Linked DNA regions of Delphinus delphis: region 2 is linked to region 1. A link is a contact called in public Hi-C data. All regions are on one chromosome and are shown on one strand. The core of a region is the stretch at or near the end of the contact, and the rest is flanking DNA. Distances in the headings are between cores, read along the strand shown. Region 1 holds the start of EPB41 (erythrocyte membrane protein band 4.1). Region 2 holds the start of SRSF4 (serine and arginine rich splicing factor 4).

Region 1 (3,725 bases), core at 889-3,388:
ATTCTCCTCGCCCGGCTCCTTCGATTGAGGAGCGGAGAAGAGGGGGGTGTAGGGGGAGGAAACCCCTTTTGCCGAGGCTAAATCTAGGCATTCACAGCCTGCTTTCTCCCAGGTGAATGAACACATGTGGGAGCAATTAAAAACTAACATTGGATCCATTACCGGGTATTTGCTTATGTATTTTCACATACTCTCATTTAATTTTCGAAACAGTTCTATATGAAGTTGGGGCTCTTATTAATCCGGAGGGAAAGTGATTTGCCCAGAGGTACGAAGGTGGTAAGATGAAGAGCCTAGACTCGATTGCCTCCAAATCCCAAACTCGTAACACTGGGCAATATCACCTGGTGGGCAGGTGAGAATGTGGACGAGTGAAAGGTGCCTCAGTAGGCTTGGGAACCTGTGTGTGTGTCAGCTTTCCCTGTGGGGTCCCCTGGGCGAAGGACTGAAAGGGTCTCAAGTGTCCAGATTTCTGGTTAAAGGAACTAGAGATTCTGTGGTGCATTGGAGCCTGTGCACCTTTACCAGAAAGCATCCCCTAGATCTAGGGGCTCAGACCCTTCTCTGCTAGACTGTGAGCCTCTTGAAGGCGGGGACCAGGGCCCTGAAAACTAAAACAAGACTTGGCTCAGAGGAGGCTTCAGTGAATTTGGGGGAGCAAACCATGAATTTATAACTTTGATATAACGTTAACATCAATAATCATAATAAAGGCTGACACTTTTTGGATGCTTACCCTGAGACTGGCACTGTTCTTTGTACTTTACATGGATTATTTCATTTAACAGCACAGCTTGTAAGTAGCAGTGTTGGGTTCTGAGACTAAGGCAGTCTGATTCCAGAGTCCATCTAATAGGAAGACCACTGAAGTCATAGGAAGTCACTAGTCCTCAGTGAGCTTCAGTATGCTCCATTTGCCCCCAGAAGTGATTAGCTCTCCATGGCTCTCCAACCTGAAATATCCTATGATTTTATGATTCTTTGATTCCTCAGCAGGGAAGAGGGATTAGGTTTGTTCTCTGTGGGCAGGACTCCTCAAGGGCAGAGCTGGCCTTCATTTTAGGCAGAGCTTTTGAAGTCTCAGGACGTTTTTAAAATGAAGGCGGCCTGACTGGTAGGTGGTGAGCTTCCTGTCATTGGAAGTATGTGAGAACAGGTCTGAAATGAGGTAAAGAGGGGAGGGGACTTGGACCAGTGACTATGTAAGCCCCTTCCAGCGCTGATGGGATGGACAATCAGGAGGGGGAAAGTCTCTGAGAAGAGTGGCAAGATGGGGATGAAGGGAGAACCCACATTTACTGAACGCCACCAACTGTGTGACAGACCTGCCCTTGACACTTAACATATATCGCTAATTCTCAGGAAAACATTGTAAGATTTATAGTTGAGGAAATTCAGATTCAGAGAAGTGACTCGCTCGAGGTCACACAGGTGGGACAGGCCACCAAGGGGTCCTCGCCAGGGTCACTTCCCTAAGTCCCTTATGACAAACTCCCTATCTCCCTTCCAGCCTTAAGGGTAGCACCACGTGGCAAATTGCACCATACTTTCGCCATATGACGTCAGACACCACACCAGCCAATCCAGCAGCTCTCTGCCCGACCCTCCCCAGACCCAAAGGGTCAGCACCCTGCCGCCCAGAGCTAGGCGTCCGGTCAGGCCGCACCTGCAGCCCCCGCCCCTTCCCGGTTGCGACGCTCACAGTGCCTGGCTCTTTCCCCCACGCCGCCCCGCTGACTGGCAGTTGCCTGCACCAATCAGAAGGCGCCCCGGGTCGGGGGCGGGGCCTCAAGCCGGAGTTGCCCTGTCAGTGCAGGTGGAGGCCCCCGGCGGGGCAAAGTGGCAGGAACCTCTTAAAGGGCAAGAGTGGCGGAGGGCGAGAACGCGGCCCGGCCCGGCCCAGCCAGGTCTCCGCCCCATCCGGCCCAGGTGAGCCCGGACCGCCTGGGGCCGACCCCGGGAGGGACGGGGTGAGAGACGGATGGACCCACTCCCTAGGGCCCGGGCCGTCCCGCGGGTGGGGAGAGATCTGGTCCTAGGGGTCGGGATCGGGGGCTCTAGGGGTCCCGGGTTCCAAGTTCCGAACTGGGGGTCCAGAGGGGCCTGGGCGTCTCGAAGTTCGGAGTGCGGGGAGGGGCAGGGGCGACGGGAAGCGGGTCCGAGAGCTCGCGTCCGGAGATGGACTCTTGGCGCTGGCGATCCCAGCCGGTCCCGGGCTTGTCTGGGTCGGGGGTCCCGGGTTAGGTGCCGGCGGGCGTGTCTCTAAGGAGTGCTGCAGCCCAGCCCTCCCCCCAACCCCGCCCTGTCGGGCCCCGAGTGCTCCTGCCGGGCCAGCTGCAGCGCCGGCGGAGCGGGCGGGCTGGCGGCGTGCAGCGGGAGGGGGCACCCGGGCCCAGGGCCCCTCCGGCCCTTACGTAACTGACTTTGAGTTTCCGGACTGAGGGACCCGTGAGCTGGGGCGCAGGCTCTGCCCGCCAGGGTGGCTCTCCGGTCGCCGCCCTGGACGCACACGCTCCCTTCCAGGCTTGGTCTAGGAGACTTCTCTCTGTCTCCAGTCGGCCGAGTCTCTCTGTCGTGCTCTGGTTCCTGCTTGCCCGCGGTTCCCTGTGTCTCTTATCTCCTCTGTGTGGCCCAGTCTCTCCCTGTCCCTGTCCTCTGTCTTTCTCTGAGAGTTTTCTGCCCTCGCCTACACTTTCCTATCCTACCCCGAAAGAGAGACCCCACCTCTTTGGGGGTAGGATAGGACTTCTCCCCTCCAACAAATTGAGGGCCGGGACTTGTCCAGATCGACCTCAGCCCTAGCTTGCCCCAGAAGGCGGGAGGGGAGGACTACCCCATGGGACTGGGGGAGGTTACTCCGAGGCCCACAGCTTCTTCTGGGAGGGAGTGGCTGAATGTGACACCCTTAAGTTCCCGGATTAGGGCTGAAGGCAGACCCCTCTCTGCTTCTGGAGTCATTTTCTCCAGGAGGAGGCTTGGGGAGAGCCTGACCTGGGCTTGGGCTTAGGGAAGCTGGGAGTCCGTGTGAGAACTGCCTGGTGTCAGGTCAGCCTAGCTGCTCAGCTACTGAAGGGAAGAGAGTGGGGCCGGGGAGGGGCCAGAGCACGGGCACAGAGCCCCTGATGTTACTGCATGCTCCCAACTTCACCCCAGTTACAGGCCTGGGGACTGGCGTGGGCAGGCGATCAACAGGAGGAGGCCAGAGGACTTTTGCATGGGGGGCGGGGGAGGGTGGAGATAGAAGTGACAGACTCTCAGGTCTAAGGAGCACTTACTGGGATCACTCCCTGCTTTCAGGTCCCTCCTGAGTGTCAGAGAGACAGACACCTCAGAAATAACTCCCATACTGGCTGCTGTCCGGTGCATGTAAACAAGGTGTACCTGCTGCTGTCGGGTGCATGTAAACAAGGTGTTAATAGCAGCTATGAGGTGGTAATTGTTAATTCTGACTAGGAATGGGGGAGGAGAGACTTTGCAGAGGGGGTGGAAGTTTTGGGAAGAAGGGCATCCAGAAGCTGTAGGGAGCAGAGAGGAGGGACAGGAGGGGACTTCTGGTACCCTGTAGGCTTTACATGCAGCAGAACTGGGTTTGAGTCCTGGTCCTGCCACTTCCTTGCTATGTGACCTTGCATGAATCACTTCACCTCTCTGAGCCCCAGGTTCCTCCTTAGTCAATAATCCAGCTCTTACAGGCATTAGCAGAATCAAATGAGGCAAAGCATGTG
Region 2 (3,725 bases), core at 516-3,015, 260 kb after region 1:
TGATATGTATCACAAGAACAACCCCCTGCCCACTTTATCTAGTATGTTTAAGAACTGAAAGCTCTATTGAACAAAATGAGTAACTTCCTAAACCTTCTACTCTAAAAGAAATCAGCATTCATAATAAACACTTGATGGAGGACATTTTCCTTAGTAAGAAGGTGATCTTCCTAACAATCAATTTGAAATGACTTGTTAAAATTTTAAACTCAGCCAAGAGTTTGAGTACATTGTAGCTTCCAATTTTTCTCAAATGCTCAACTTAGGTATCTTTTATAACTTCTCAAGTGTTAGTTGCTAGTATTACATTGGGGAGTAAACTCTAGCTGTATCAGACCTGTTGCAAAGTAGATCTTAAAAAAAAAAAAGACTGCCAAGAGTTCTTCTAACAGCCAAGGTTTAGTACCCTAAAATGCTTCCCCCACTCCTTTTATTTTTTTATATCCATGTCTTTGAAGTCCTACCTAACATTTCCCGGTTCTCACAGTTTTCCCCGTAGAATATCTTCTCCAGGGCTGACTCCTCATGCTTCCCCTGAAACTTGTAGCCCCTGCGGGCCCTGCTCTACCAAAGTAGATTAGGAATACAAGTAACAGACCATACCCGGGTGGGTAGTAAGTTAGCAATTTCCTAAACTGTAGGTCTCCGTCTACATCAACTAGTTGACTAGTCACGGGGGCCACTATTCTCTAACAAATTCTACAACGACAAAACAATTTTTTGGCAAGTTGGAGAACGGAAACCCCAGCATGGAAACTCTGTACGCAGTCTTGAAGATAGCAGGCTAAGACTTTAATTTACCCTTGTAGAGGGAACGGTGAAGGCTTTCAGCACCGCAAGCCGATACTTTCGAAACCGTCCCTAGACTACTCAAACTAGAGTCTCCCGCCCAAAAAAGTGTAGCACATGGCAAGTCTAAAAAGGGCGTCCCTTCAGAGCTCCAGTCCCCGGGAGAGATGCGTTGTGACCATCTGATCCATTAGACTGGGGAAGAGTTCGTGAAAAGGGAGAAGGAAATCTGTTTGTTTCCAGCAGCCCTCAGAGCGGGAAAGGTCGGTCTCTACTGAAGATGAACCAGGCTCCGGCTCCAGCGCCTGGGAAGGAAAAACCCAGGCCTCCCCGGAGCCCTGGAGCTGTGCCCTCCCTCCCAGCGCCCCAATCCCACTCAGGTTTTCCTTCTTCCCGTCCCACTCAGAGCCTCACCATCGCTCCCATTATCCCTCCAACACCCCCACCCGCGCAGGCGCAGTGGGAACTGGGGCCTACCCGCGCCCCCGAGGCGCCGCGACTATGGCGGAGCCGGAGCAGGCCGGCAGCTCCGCGCGGGGTAGGCGTCCCACTCCCGTCCCCGCGGCCTCCCCGCCACCGCCGGGGCCCCGTCCCCACCCGGCAGGCCCCTCTTCCGTCCTCCTCACCCGTTCTTCAGATCCACCTCCAGGATCTTCCCGTAGCCCTTAAAGAAGCGCTCCACATCGCGCTCCCGGGCCTGGTAGCTCAGGCGGCCGATGTACACCCGTGGCATCCCGGCAACAGCTTCGGCGGCGGCGGCTTGGCCTGGCCCCAGCCCCCCTAGGCGGCGGCCGGCGAAGCGAAAGCGCGGCGACGGCGGCGGCGGCAACGGGCGGGCGGCGGGACGGACGCAGCCGAACCCGGCGACGTACGCGAGCACGCAGCTCGCGAGCACGCGCCTCCAGCCTCCCCCGCCCTTCCCGCAAGAGGAGGGTAACGGAAGGGAGCGCGCGTTCGCTTCCCGCCCGGCCGGGGCTTGCCGGGGGGCGCGCCGGCGCGGGGCGGGGCCAGGTGATCGACAGGCGGCGCGGGCGGTGCGGGGGCCTTCAGTCTCCGGGCACGTTCTCTCGCGAGCTTGGCGCGCAGCGCCTGCGCCGCCTTCCGTAGCCCGTTGGCTTTCCTCCTTCCCCCCGGAAGTGTCCGCAGCTCTCCCATAGCTCTTCGAATATTTCTGCTTTTGTCCTTTGATCCGGGAGTGGTTTCGGCTTTAGAGTAGATTTGGAATTGAACCTGGCTTCTAACCGTCTAAGTATCTGACCTTGGTGTCGTTATGCGCCTCCCTTTTGAGCCTCGTTTATCTTCTCTGTAAAAGGGGGATAGTAATTCCAGCCTTCCAGCGTTGTTTTGAGAATTATAGGCGTACTGTCCTCAGCACATCTTAAGTGCCCAATAAAGTAACGCCAATATTACTTTAAAAATAGGATGACTTGCTTCAGTGGAAGCGGTGTGGAAAGTGGAGAAGGCTGGAACTTTGGAGCTAGATTAGGCTTGGCACTGGCTAAATTAACTGGACCAACTTAACCTATTTTCTTTTAAATCTCTTTTCTAACTTGTAAAATTAGAATAATTTATCCCATCTCAATGGACTACAGGGTAACTAAAAGTATATGTGGAAGGGTTTGAAACAGTATCTGGAACATGGTAGGAGCTCAATAAATATTGGTTCCCTTCTCACTAACCCAGTTTACCTGGAACCACAAAGGAGTTTTGTTTCTTTGCTGTTTTTACTTCGAAAATTATATGTTGAACGGATAATTTATTAACTGGTTTAAATGATATACAGTGAAACGTCTTCCCATCTCTGTCCTCTGGTGGCCTAGAGGCACAATATAATGTTTCTTAAATGTCCTTTCAGAGGTTTTACACATGAAAAGCAAATGGTGGTGGTGTACTATACATACAGTTCTGCACTAAGTATAATTTGAAAATCATTCCATTAGAGTACAAAAGGAGCTTCCTCAGGACTATTTTATGGCTCATAATATGCCATTTTATACACAGTAATTTCTTTAATCATTGCCCTAGGAAAGGACGTTGAGATAGATTGAAACCTTTTGTTTTAACAGCTTCACTGAGTAACTTTGTATATATACATATATGTAGGATCTATTCCTAGAAGTAGAATAGCTGGGTCAAAGGGTGTGGGCAAACATAGTTCTGATAGATATTGCTTAATTTTCCACAAGCACCTGTTTTTCCATCTCCTCATCAACACGTTATGAAACTTTATGATCGTTGTCAATCTGATAGCTGAAAAATGGTATCTTGGGATAATTTAACTTGCAGTTATGTTGAGTGGAGTGAGCCTCGTATGTTTAAGACACATATTTTCCTTTGTCTGTTTATATTTTTTGCCCATTTTTCTTATTCATAGGAGCTATCTATGTATTAGGAAAATTAGCTCTTTGTCAAATGAGTTGCAAATATTTTTTCCCAGTGTGTCATGCAAAAACATTGTATGTTTATGGGATCAAATTTATCCTTTATTTTTCTTTGATTCTGGATTATGTGTTGTAGTTTGAAAGGCCTTCCTCACTCTGAGGTTAAAAAAATTTTTTGTTTTTAAAAACCCTCCCCTGGACACTTCCCGGTGGTCCAGTGGCTAAGACTCTGCGCTCCCAATGCAGGGGGCCCAGGTTCGATCCCTGGTCAGGGAACTAGATCCCACATGTGTGCCACAACTAAGAGTTTGCATGCCACAACTAAAGATTCCGCATGCCGCAGCTAAGATGTGGTGCAGATAGATAGATAAATAAATCCACGATGCAAGGAAGATCCCGCATGCTGCAACTAAAAAATGATCCCTCGTGCTGCAAATAAAACCGGGCGTAGCCAAACAAACAAAACCTCCCATGGTTTATTCTGTTGCTTTAAGAACTGATTTTTATGCTGCAGTCCTGATCCGTTTGGTATTTTGTAAAGTGTGAGGATCATAG

Evidence for each region. A called contact is a pair of places that touch in the nucleus more often than the background predicts.
Region 2: a contact with region 1 is called in a Hi-C map of lung, with 2.7 times the contacts expected there. The contact joins the promoter of SRSF4 here to the promoter of EPB41 in region 1. A contact is called at or near these places in 3 of 3 Hi-C or Micro-C datasets (lung and muscle).

What each region holds. Positions count from the first base shown.
Region 1 is chr1:22,362,816-22,366,540 of mDelDel1.2, forward strand. It overlaps EPB41 (erythrocyte membrane protein band 4.1), which reads left to right and starts at 2,139. Exons shown (of 19, transcript XM_069540881.1): 1 at 2,139-3,725.
Region 2 is chr1:22,623,221-22,626,945 of mDelDel1.2, forward strand. It overlaps SRSF4 (serine and arginine rich splicing factor 4), which reads right to left and starts at 1,766. Exons shown (of 6, transcript XM_060017656.1): 1 at 1,416-1,766. The coding sequence starts at 1,522. MECR (mitochondrial trans-2-enoyl-CoA reductase) reads right to left here. Exons shown (of 10, transcript XM_060017668.1): 10 at 2,565-3,725.